Regions from separate parts of the Mus musculus genome. Here all the other regions are linked to region 3. Evidence: chromatin contacts called from public ChIA-PET and promoter capture Hi-C data. All regions are on one chromosome and are shown on one strand. The core of a region is the stretch at or near the end of the contact, and the rest is flanking DNA. Distances in the headings are between cores, read along the strand shown.

What was found. ChIA-PET counts read pairs in DNA pulled down with a chosen protein or histone mark. Capture Hi-C pulls out chosen DNA fragments and counts their contacts.
Region 1: a promoter capture Hi-C map of adipose tissue shows a contact between it and region 3. The contact joins the promoter of Raet1d here to the promoter of E030030I06Rik in region 3. A contact is called at or near these places in 1 of 39 promoter capture datasets (embryonic stem cells), 1 of 15 datasets of contacts at CTCF or cohesin (the NIH/3T3 cell line), 9 of 115 datasets of contacts at active chromatin or transcription factors (the 230-238 cell line, bone marrow-derived dendritic cells, embryonic basal ganglia and 4 more) and 6 of 9 other capture datasets (adipose tissue, embryonic stem cells, embryonic tail and 3 more).
Region 2: an RNA polymerase II ChIA-PET map of memory CD8 T cells shows a contact between it and region 3, with 82 read pairs. The contact joins the promoter of C920009B18Rik here to the promoter of E030030I06Rik in region 3. A contact is called at or near these places in 1 of 484 Hi-C or Micro-C datasets (nephron progenitors), 12 of 115 datasets of contacts at active chromatin or transcription factors (the 230-238 cell line, CD8 T cells, the HPC-7 cell line and 8 more) and 3 of 9 other capture datasets (adipose tissue, liver and macrophages).

What each region holds. Positions count from the first base shown.
Region 1 is chr10:22,360,597-22,363,296 of GRCm38.p6, forward strand. It overlaps Raet1d (retinoic acid early transcript delta), which reads left to right and starts at 1,298. Exons shown (of 7, transcript NM_020030.2): 1 at 1,298-1,313; 2 at 1,675-1,765; 3 at 2,092-2,209. The coding sequence starts at 2,119.
Region 2 is chr10:22,305,336-22,308,093 of GRCm38.p6, forward strand. It overlaps C920009B18Rik (RIKEN cDNA C920009B18 gene), which reads left to right and starts at 1,447. Exons shown (of 3, transcript NR_015465.3): 1 at 1,447-1,529; 2 at 1,832-1,963. Gm26740 (a long non-coding RNA gene) reads right to left here and starts at 1,047. Exons shown (of 8, transcript XR_003948845.1): 1 at 899-1,047.
Region 3 is chr10:22,147,864-22,150,648 of GRCm38.p6, forward strand. It overlaps E030030I06Rik (RIKEN cDNA E030030I06 gene), which reads right to left and starts at 1,407. Exons shown (of 2, transcript NM_001254745.1): 1 at 626-1,407. The coding sequence starts at 1,149.

The DNA of each region.
Region 1 (2,700 bases), core at 48-2,547, 210 kb after region 3:
AACTACTTGAACACAGCTGGGAGCACTCTAGCAAGAAGCTCAAAGGACAGAGAAGGTGAGTGACTGTGCTTCATCAGAGTGTTTCCATAGGAGAGACATGCTCACCTCAGTCAGGTAGATCAGCCTCAGCATGGAGGAGGGACAGCTGCTCTGAGTTCCCTGCAGGAAGTCCCCAAGCCAATGTGTGGGGACTACATAGGGGGTCTATCAGACTCAACAGAGGCAGTCATTAGCTGTGGCTCATCCCACACAGGCAAGCTCTGAGCATCTTTACCTGGAATAACCCACAAGTTAGATGGCACCAGTGAATCTTCACCAAAATGTCACCTCTGTCTTGTATATGTACTTATCTAATAATCCACCACACACTCATACCCACACACCCCCATACACACACACAAATGAGAACAGATTCACAAATTTGCTTCCAAGGGCCTGATGTAACATTAGTGGATAAATGCATGGGGCTGATGGTATAGCTGTGGACAAAGGATTTGGAAAGTCAGAAAAGAGGAACTCCTAAGAGAAAAGACACCTCTTTGGAAATGCCTCCAGAGGGAGTTCTAGGACATGTGGGTTTCAGATCTGGGTCTCTGACATGGTTACCAACACAGACAGCTGGGGCTAGTAAATGACCCTGTGTCTTAAAGCAACATGCATGGAACCTGTGGATACACACACACGCACACACACACACACACACACACACACACACACACACACACACGGTTAATCTCTGCCCTGTAAGCACACACACACACACACACACACACACACACACACACACACCTTTGCAAATATACAGTGCAGCTGTAAAACAGACTGGGGAAAAAAAAAGTGACTCCCACATGATCTGCCAGGGACCTGGACTTTCCCTATGCAGAAGCCTGTTCTACAACAGAAAGAAAAAGATTCAGTTATTTTTATCTCCATTGCATGAGTTTTTTTTTCTCTGTGTTTCTACACCATGTGTATGCAGTGTGTGCAGAGGTCAGAAACCTGCCTGGAATCCCCTGGAGCAGCAGTCACAGAAGGTTGTGAGCTGCTCGGTGAGTGCAGGAAATCCAACCTGGGTCCCAAAAGGGCAGTGTGTGCTCTTAACCTCTGAGCATCTTTTCAGGCCCCAGAAGAAGCTTCTAATTGGAAGAAAACTGCGACTGCAGAACTTTTCACGAGGTCTTAGATTCCCCTAGGACAGAGCTAAACAGAAAAGCACCAGCATTCGCTGGCGCGAGGGGGAAGAGGGGGTGGGGTTAGACGGAAGGGGCGGGGTTGGGAGGAAGCGGGAGGGTTTGGAGGGAAGAGGGGTGGCGGTGAGCAGAGCTATTGCGGAGGGTGAGGGTAACGGGATGGGGAGAAGGGACTAAGGAGAGTTGGGGGTGGGAAAGCAGTGGGACAACAAATATTTGAGGGTACAAAAGACGTGAGAGGGTGATAGGGAAGGGACAAAATTTCTCTGAGGGAGGAGAAATGAGACAGAGACGGGAAGCACAGAGGGAAGTGAGGAACAGCTGCCTGGGGATCCCAGGCCATCCTAGAAGGATGGTCCAGAGGAGACTGACTTGAAACTAGAGAAGAATCAGGGGAAGTGGCTAGAGCAAAGATTTGTTAACTCCTCTAGGTACTCAAGGCTGTGGGTGTGGCCCCGCATAAATGTTTCAACTCTTGTTGCAGATTTCAGAGGCTGCAGTTCAAGACACCAACTTTTTTCTTTCTTCACCTTTCCTGACACTATTGCCAATAGTCCCTGAGGGCCCAGCTGTTGGTGAGTGAGATGAAGAAGGGACCGCGGGTGGGGCACGGGAGCCTAGTACAACTCTGTCCTCAGGATTTTTAGTTGGTTAGTAGTCAGGTTCCTAGCTGCAACCTCAGTTTGACCCAGTGTGAGAGGGGCCAAGATTTGCAGAGAGGGAGTTTCCAAGCCACAAGGCACAGGAGTGATCCCCTAAGAAATTTAAGGAAAAGTGGATTGGGGAGATGCAGGGTCAGAGCAGAGAAGGCCCTAATTCACAGCCAGGTGCCTGGAACTCTTGCTTTAGTCTGCACTGGGGCTACAGCAGGGGCATGCTAACTTCCCCATTCTCCCTGCAGCCACAGTCACATCTGTCAGAAGAAACCATGGCCAAGGCAGCAGTGACCAAGCGCCATCATTTTATGATTCAGAAGCTGTTAATTCTACTGAGCTATGGATACACCAACGGGCTAGATGGTGAGTTCCCTGGGCCTATATGGTCCAGGGTTGCTGCAAGGAACAGGAAACTGGCTTAAGTCAGTTCCCAGGCCTGGGGTACCAAAAACTCCAGGGTTTCCCACTCTTCAGTCCAGCACCACAGCAACTGGGAACTCTGGCTTTCCATGACCCAGGCTTCAGTGGATTGAAGAGATAAGGGAAAAGTTACAGTGTGGGGGAGGGGCAGGAATGAAGAACCAACAGGGCAGGAGGGTGTACCTGGTGATGCCCTCAGAATCATCTGGGTCTATAGGAAGCCTAAAACCCAGTGACTAGGATTGGGTGTGTTGGGAGCAGTGCAAGACCAGGAGACAGTCTTGGACCTAAGGCAGGCTGTGCTAGAGACTGCCTTCCCAAGGGATTCCTCACAAGCCTTCTGCCATTCACGAAACTCTTTGCAATTGACCTTTCTTCTCACTTTCCCATGGTATTTGTCCAGGAGATCACAACAGATGCTTCCAGGAACAAGG
Region 2 (2,758 bases), core at 197-2,696, 160 kb after region 3:
GTGCTTCATCAGAGTGTTTCCATAGGAGAGACATGCTCACCTCAGTCAGGTAGATCAGCCTCAGCATGCAAGAGGGACAGCTGCTCTGAGTTCCCTGCAGGAAGTCCCCAAGCCAATGTGTGGGGACTACATAGGGGGTCTGTCAGACTCAACAGAGGCTGTCATTAGCTGTGGCTCATCCCACACAGGCAAGCACTGAGCATCCCAAGTTCTTTACCTGGAATTACCCACAGTTGGATGGCACCAGTGAATCTTCACCCAGAGTTAATCTCTGTCCTATATATTTACACATCCAACACCCCACTACAGATAGACAGACAGACAGACAGACAGACAGACAGACAGACAGGCACATTTCTCTCTCTCTCTCTCTCTCTCTCTCTCTCTCTCTCTCTCTCTCTCTCTCTCTCTCACACACACACACACACACACACACACACACACACACACACACCCCTTAACAAACATACAGTTCACAGCCAAAAGCACACTAAAAAGGCCTGATTCACACATGTTCTGTCAAGGATTTGTACGTTTCTCCGGCAGAAGACTGTTCTGCAACAGAAAGAAAAATTTCCTTCATTTTTGACTGATGTACATGAGTGTTTTTCCTGTGTATGACTACATCATGTTTGTGCAGTGCCCATGACAACCAGAAGCCTGAATCTAATTCCCTGGAGCTACAGTTACAGACAGTTATTATTACCCAGGCATTGTGGCACATACTTTGAACCCCAGCACTCTAGCGACACAGGCAGTGAATCTCTGGTTTCTTGGCCAGCCTGATCTACAGAGCAAGTCCCAGAACAGCCAGGGCTACACAGAGAAACCAAACAAAAGAGAAGAAAACCTGAGGGTGGGCGCTGTTGTAGGTGCATTGGGAATCTGATCTGGGTACCTGAAAGGAGTTGCAGGTCCTCTCAACCTCTGAGTATCTCTTCAGGCCCCAGAAGACAATTTAAGTGCAAAAAAGTTTTTGATTGCAGAACTTTCTACAAGGTCTATGGTTCTAGTGTCACAGAGCTAAGGGGAAAACCTCAATCTTCCTTCCCGACAAGCGAGTAATTGTCTTCAAGAGAGACTAGAAGGAAGGAAATGGGGCTGTGAAGGGAGCCTGCCTATGAGGGGAGGGCAAGAGTGGCAAGCAATGGGGCAGGAAAGAATCCGTGAGTCTGTGCCAGGGGGTGATGAAGAAGGGACTTGGAGGGGCAAAGAAAGAGTCTGAGATGGAGAAGAAAAGAGGAAGTGAGGGAGAGGAGTCTGAAGGACTGAGGGAAACAGGGCGTGTCTCAAGCTAGGGGAAACTCCTACAGGCAATATTCAGGGCCACCTACTTTGATGAGCTCATGCTAAGTGAGGACCTCCCAGAAGTGACGCTGTGCATGGGGCCTGGCACCGGATGGGGACTGGCCTGGTATAAATTTCTCTCACTCTCTGGTTGCAGGCCTCAGCAAATCAAGGTGAAGGCACCCACTTCATCCTCTGTTTCTTTACTCTGTTCCCAAGGGACTCTAAAGGCCCAGCTGCTGGTGAGTGAGATGAAGGGACGGTGGGGTGTGGGAGCCCTACAAAACAGTCACCACCCCCAGAAACCCTGGAGTGACATGGGCCTTGGTCCCTGGAAGGGATGATCAGAGCATCAGGTTCCTAGAGAGATTCCCTGAGACCAATAGGAAAAGATGGAGCAAACATACATATAGTTCACAGCCTAATCCACAGCCTGGATTTTCTTCAGAATTCTCTGAGCAGTGTCCTCTGCCTGCTGGGAGTGTGTGTGTGTGTGTGTGGGGGGGGGGGGTTGGTACTGTGGAATCCCCCATTCTCTCTGCAGCTCCAGTCACACCATAGGCAAGCAGGGTCTGAGGGAAGACCATGGCAAAGGGAGCCACCAGCAAGAGCAACCATTGCCTGATTCTGAGCCTTTTCATTCTGCTGAGCTATCTGGGGACCATACTGGCAGATGGTGAGTACTCAGGGTCTACAGGGAGGGGGTTGAGTAACAGAACATGGACCTAGTTTAAGTCAGGAAGCTCACATCTGGGCTACAGGGAAGCTGCTAGAATTCTCTTTCTTTCCTTCAGTGACTTGGCACCTTGGCTCTCCATAGTTCCACACCACCCGGTCTTCAGTGGTTTGAAGAAGGAAGTCATGAAAAAGTTATGGCAGGGATGGTGTGGGAGGAATTACATGGATAAATTGCACAGCCGGCAGAAACAAGCATCTGGTGATGCCCCCGACACCTGGTGTCTGCAGGGAGATTAAACCAGTCACCAGACTGGATATACTGGGGACAATGCTAGAATGTAAGGCAGGCTATGCTCTGAAGACTTCCTTCTCCTTGGATTCCTCCCAAGCCCCACACAGGGACTTCTTTGTCCTTGAACTTTCTTTCCCACCATCCTGTGGTACTTCTAGCAGGTCACAACAGGTACTTTGAGGGACAAGGTAGCCACACCACCCACTTTCTCACTTTTACTCCCTACACCCCTGTTTTTTTCATCTCCTCCTTTCGTTTCGATGTTTTGTTTTTAGGCAAGGCCTCACACTACCACTCTCACTGTAGAATCAGAAACAATCCCTTGTCTCTTGTGTTCAACCAAATGCTGGGATTACAGGTGTGTGCCACCAGGCTCAGCTTCAGTGTCTGTGTGACTCTTCAGCCACCAGCCTGCTCTCCCTTCCCTACCTTTCTAGCCTTCCTCACTTTTCTATCCACTGAGTGTCTTTTAGACCCTCATGTAGCAGACGGCAATCTCCT
Region 3 (2,785 bases), core at 157-2,656:
ATGGGGGCCTTTATTTACATTGGCTTTTTACTTATTTATGTAGTAATTAAAATTAAAATGTAGTAAAAAAAAGTAAAAATGTACTTATAAGTCTAACTATATTGGAGCCGGGCGTGGTGGCGCACGCCTTTAATCCCAGCACTTGGTAGGCAGAGGCAGGCGGATTTCTGAATTCTAGGCCAGCCTGGTCTACAGAGTAAGTTCCAGGACAGCCAGGGATACACAGAGAAACCCTGTCTCGAAAAACAACAACAAACAAACAAACAAACAAAAAACCAAAAAAAAAAAAAAAAACCCCAAAAAACCAAAAGACAAACAAACAGAAAAAAAAAAAAAACCAAAAAACAAAACTAACACCCAGCCCAGGAAGATTCTGTAGACTGAGTCCTAGAGGGCTTGGGGTTGTCTGGTTTTGTCCCTAAAAGACACCCAAAGCCCCCAGACCCCTTGGGGCACGCAGAGCGGTGTGGGAGGGGGAGGGGAGCCACCGCAGGTCTCTTTTTCTGCCTGTCTAGCAGGGTCACCGGTTTTATCTGAGGAAACTCAACTCTTAACTTTAGTTGGGCAACCAGCCGCCCCTTGCCCAGCACATTCCCGGACCCCATAGCCAGGGCTCCAGGCTCACCTGACCACGTAGGGTTGCTCTAAGGTCTCCAGGTGCCTCAGCACCGCCACCTCACGGACGGTGGAGAGCCGCAAGTCCTCCTCACTGGTCTGTACTCGCTGGCGCTTCGGAATCAGGAAGCGGCCGCCATTCTTCAGGTCGGGGGCCTTCGCCGATCTCTGCCAAGCACTCGTACTCTGATCGGCGCCACCCAGGCTGTCCTTCTCCTTGCTGGCTGCAGGCTGTCGGTGCGGCACAGAGGAACCGGGGTGCGTACTCTCTGACTTACACGCCTCGGGGGCCCCCGGGCTAGACGGACCGACCTTCTCGCCCGCGGGCGCAAGCCGGGCGCAGCCGCGAAACTCCGCCCAGCTGAGTCTCCGCGCCCTGCCGCCGCCGCCGGAGATCCCTCCTCTTCCCCCTCCGCAGCGATTACGTAGTCTGCCCACAATCTCTGCACCTAGGAGGAGGAGACCGGAGGACAAGGAGAAAGTGTGATCAGACTGCCCGGGAGACTTCCATCGGGTTCCACCAGCTCCCCTCATTCTCCCCTCTACTCGCCCTGGCTGCCTAATCCGGCCAGGTTTCTCGGAGAAAAACCAAGTTACTTTTCTTCCCCAGCACGGCTCGTGCTGTCTTTGAAAGGAAGAGGTTGCTGGGGCCCCTTGGGGATGAGCGCCGAGCGGGACGCAGCGGGACAAGAGGGGGCGTGCGGAGCAGCCCAGAGTGTGCCCGGAGTGCGGGGGAGGGGGGCGCCGGGCGCATCAGTGTCACGGCTCAATATTTATACCTATATCGTTGTTCTCAGCTGCCCTCCCTGACTCGTCGCGCGGAGTACGGGGCGACCTGGGGGAGTTCGGAACTGGCGTGAAAGCACCGGGGGTTCACCCATGTGGGGTCGCAGAGCGGGGTTGGGGCTCCTAGGACCCTGTAACCCAATGCTGCGAGTATGCGAGTAGGGGTGGTCAGACATCTGCTCGGAGATTGCTTCCTTTCTACTTTCAGTTTTTCTACAGGGAGACATTTGAAAGAGACTCGCTCTCACAAACGGTCTTTGGGGTATGGCAAGCTTAGCGGGAGACGAAATTCTGCCTCCGAATCGCCGAGGACCTCCCTTGTGGAAACTCAGGGAGGACAGACCATCTGGTAGGGGAGGGCTGGGGCTACTAGAGGTGGGAGAGCAAGGGGCCCTGGAAGGGGAGAAGTGTCCTGCTCCCTTTCCCGCGCGCGCGCGTGCACACACACACACACACACACACACACACAAAGATCGCAAGGGTATGGGAAAGGCAGGTCCGTCACACTTTTGCTTGTCCTGTCCTGAAAAGTAACTTCGGGACTTTGCTAGCTAACCGGGACTGGTCCTTAAGTTTTCAACCCGTGCAAAAGCAACCGCCCTTACGACGGTGGGGGTGGGGGCAGTAAACGTAGGTCTCCCGGGTGTGAGAAGGGTTAGGTCTCCCTTGTATCGCGACTTCAGAACCCCCGCCCGGTATCCTTGGCGGCTGAATGTTGGTAGCCAAGACAGTCGCTCTGTTCTCCAAAGGCTGGAGGCTAGGTCCCAGGCGCGGTCGGGCGTCCCATCCCCGTTCTGTTGTTTAGGGAAGACCGAGTGAGCCTTCCCGTCCCACCGCGGCCTTAGTCTGGTCTGGACCTTGTTCCACTACAGCCGCGTATCCGGAAAGGTCCCCATGCGTTTACCTGCCCCGCACCCCTCCTCCCCCGCTCGCTCTTCCGCCTGGAATTAAAGAACACATGGCGCGACCCCCACTGGGTGCGAGCATAGCACCACCTGGACAAGGCAGGGACACCCCAGGCTCCTTTGAAAGCTTTCCTAAAAAGCTGCATAAAGGACCCTCCAGGCCTCTCCCGGGGGTCGAGGGCCACATAGGTAGCGGGAGCAATGGCCTTGGCGCCCCTGTCCAGCCCAGGCTCCCGGAGGGGGCAGCACACGCACACCCAGACCGGAGCGGCGGTCCCTAGCCCCCTCTCCTCCTCCACTTTTGTTGTTGTTGTTGTTGCTTTACCACGCTGGCTAAATGTGACTTGACCCCATTTCAAAAAAGTTTGACATAGTGCTTCAACCTTTCTGCACTCCTCCGCGACTACAAAGGCTGCAGCCGCCTCCTTCTGCTTTCTGTCTCAGCTCTCTGTCTTAGCACTGAATGAAATCCTTCACGA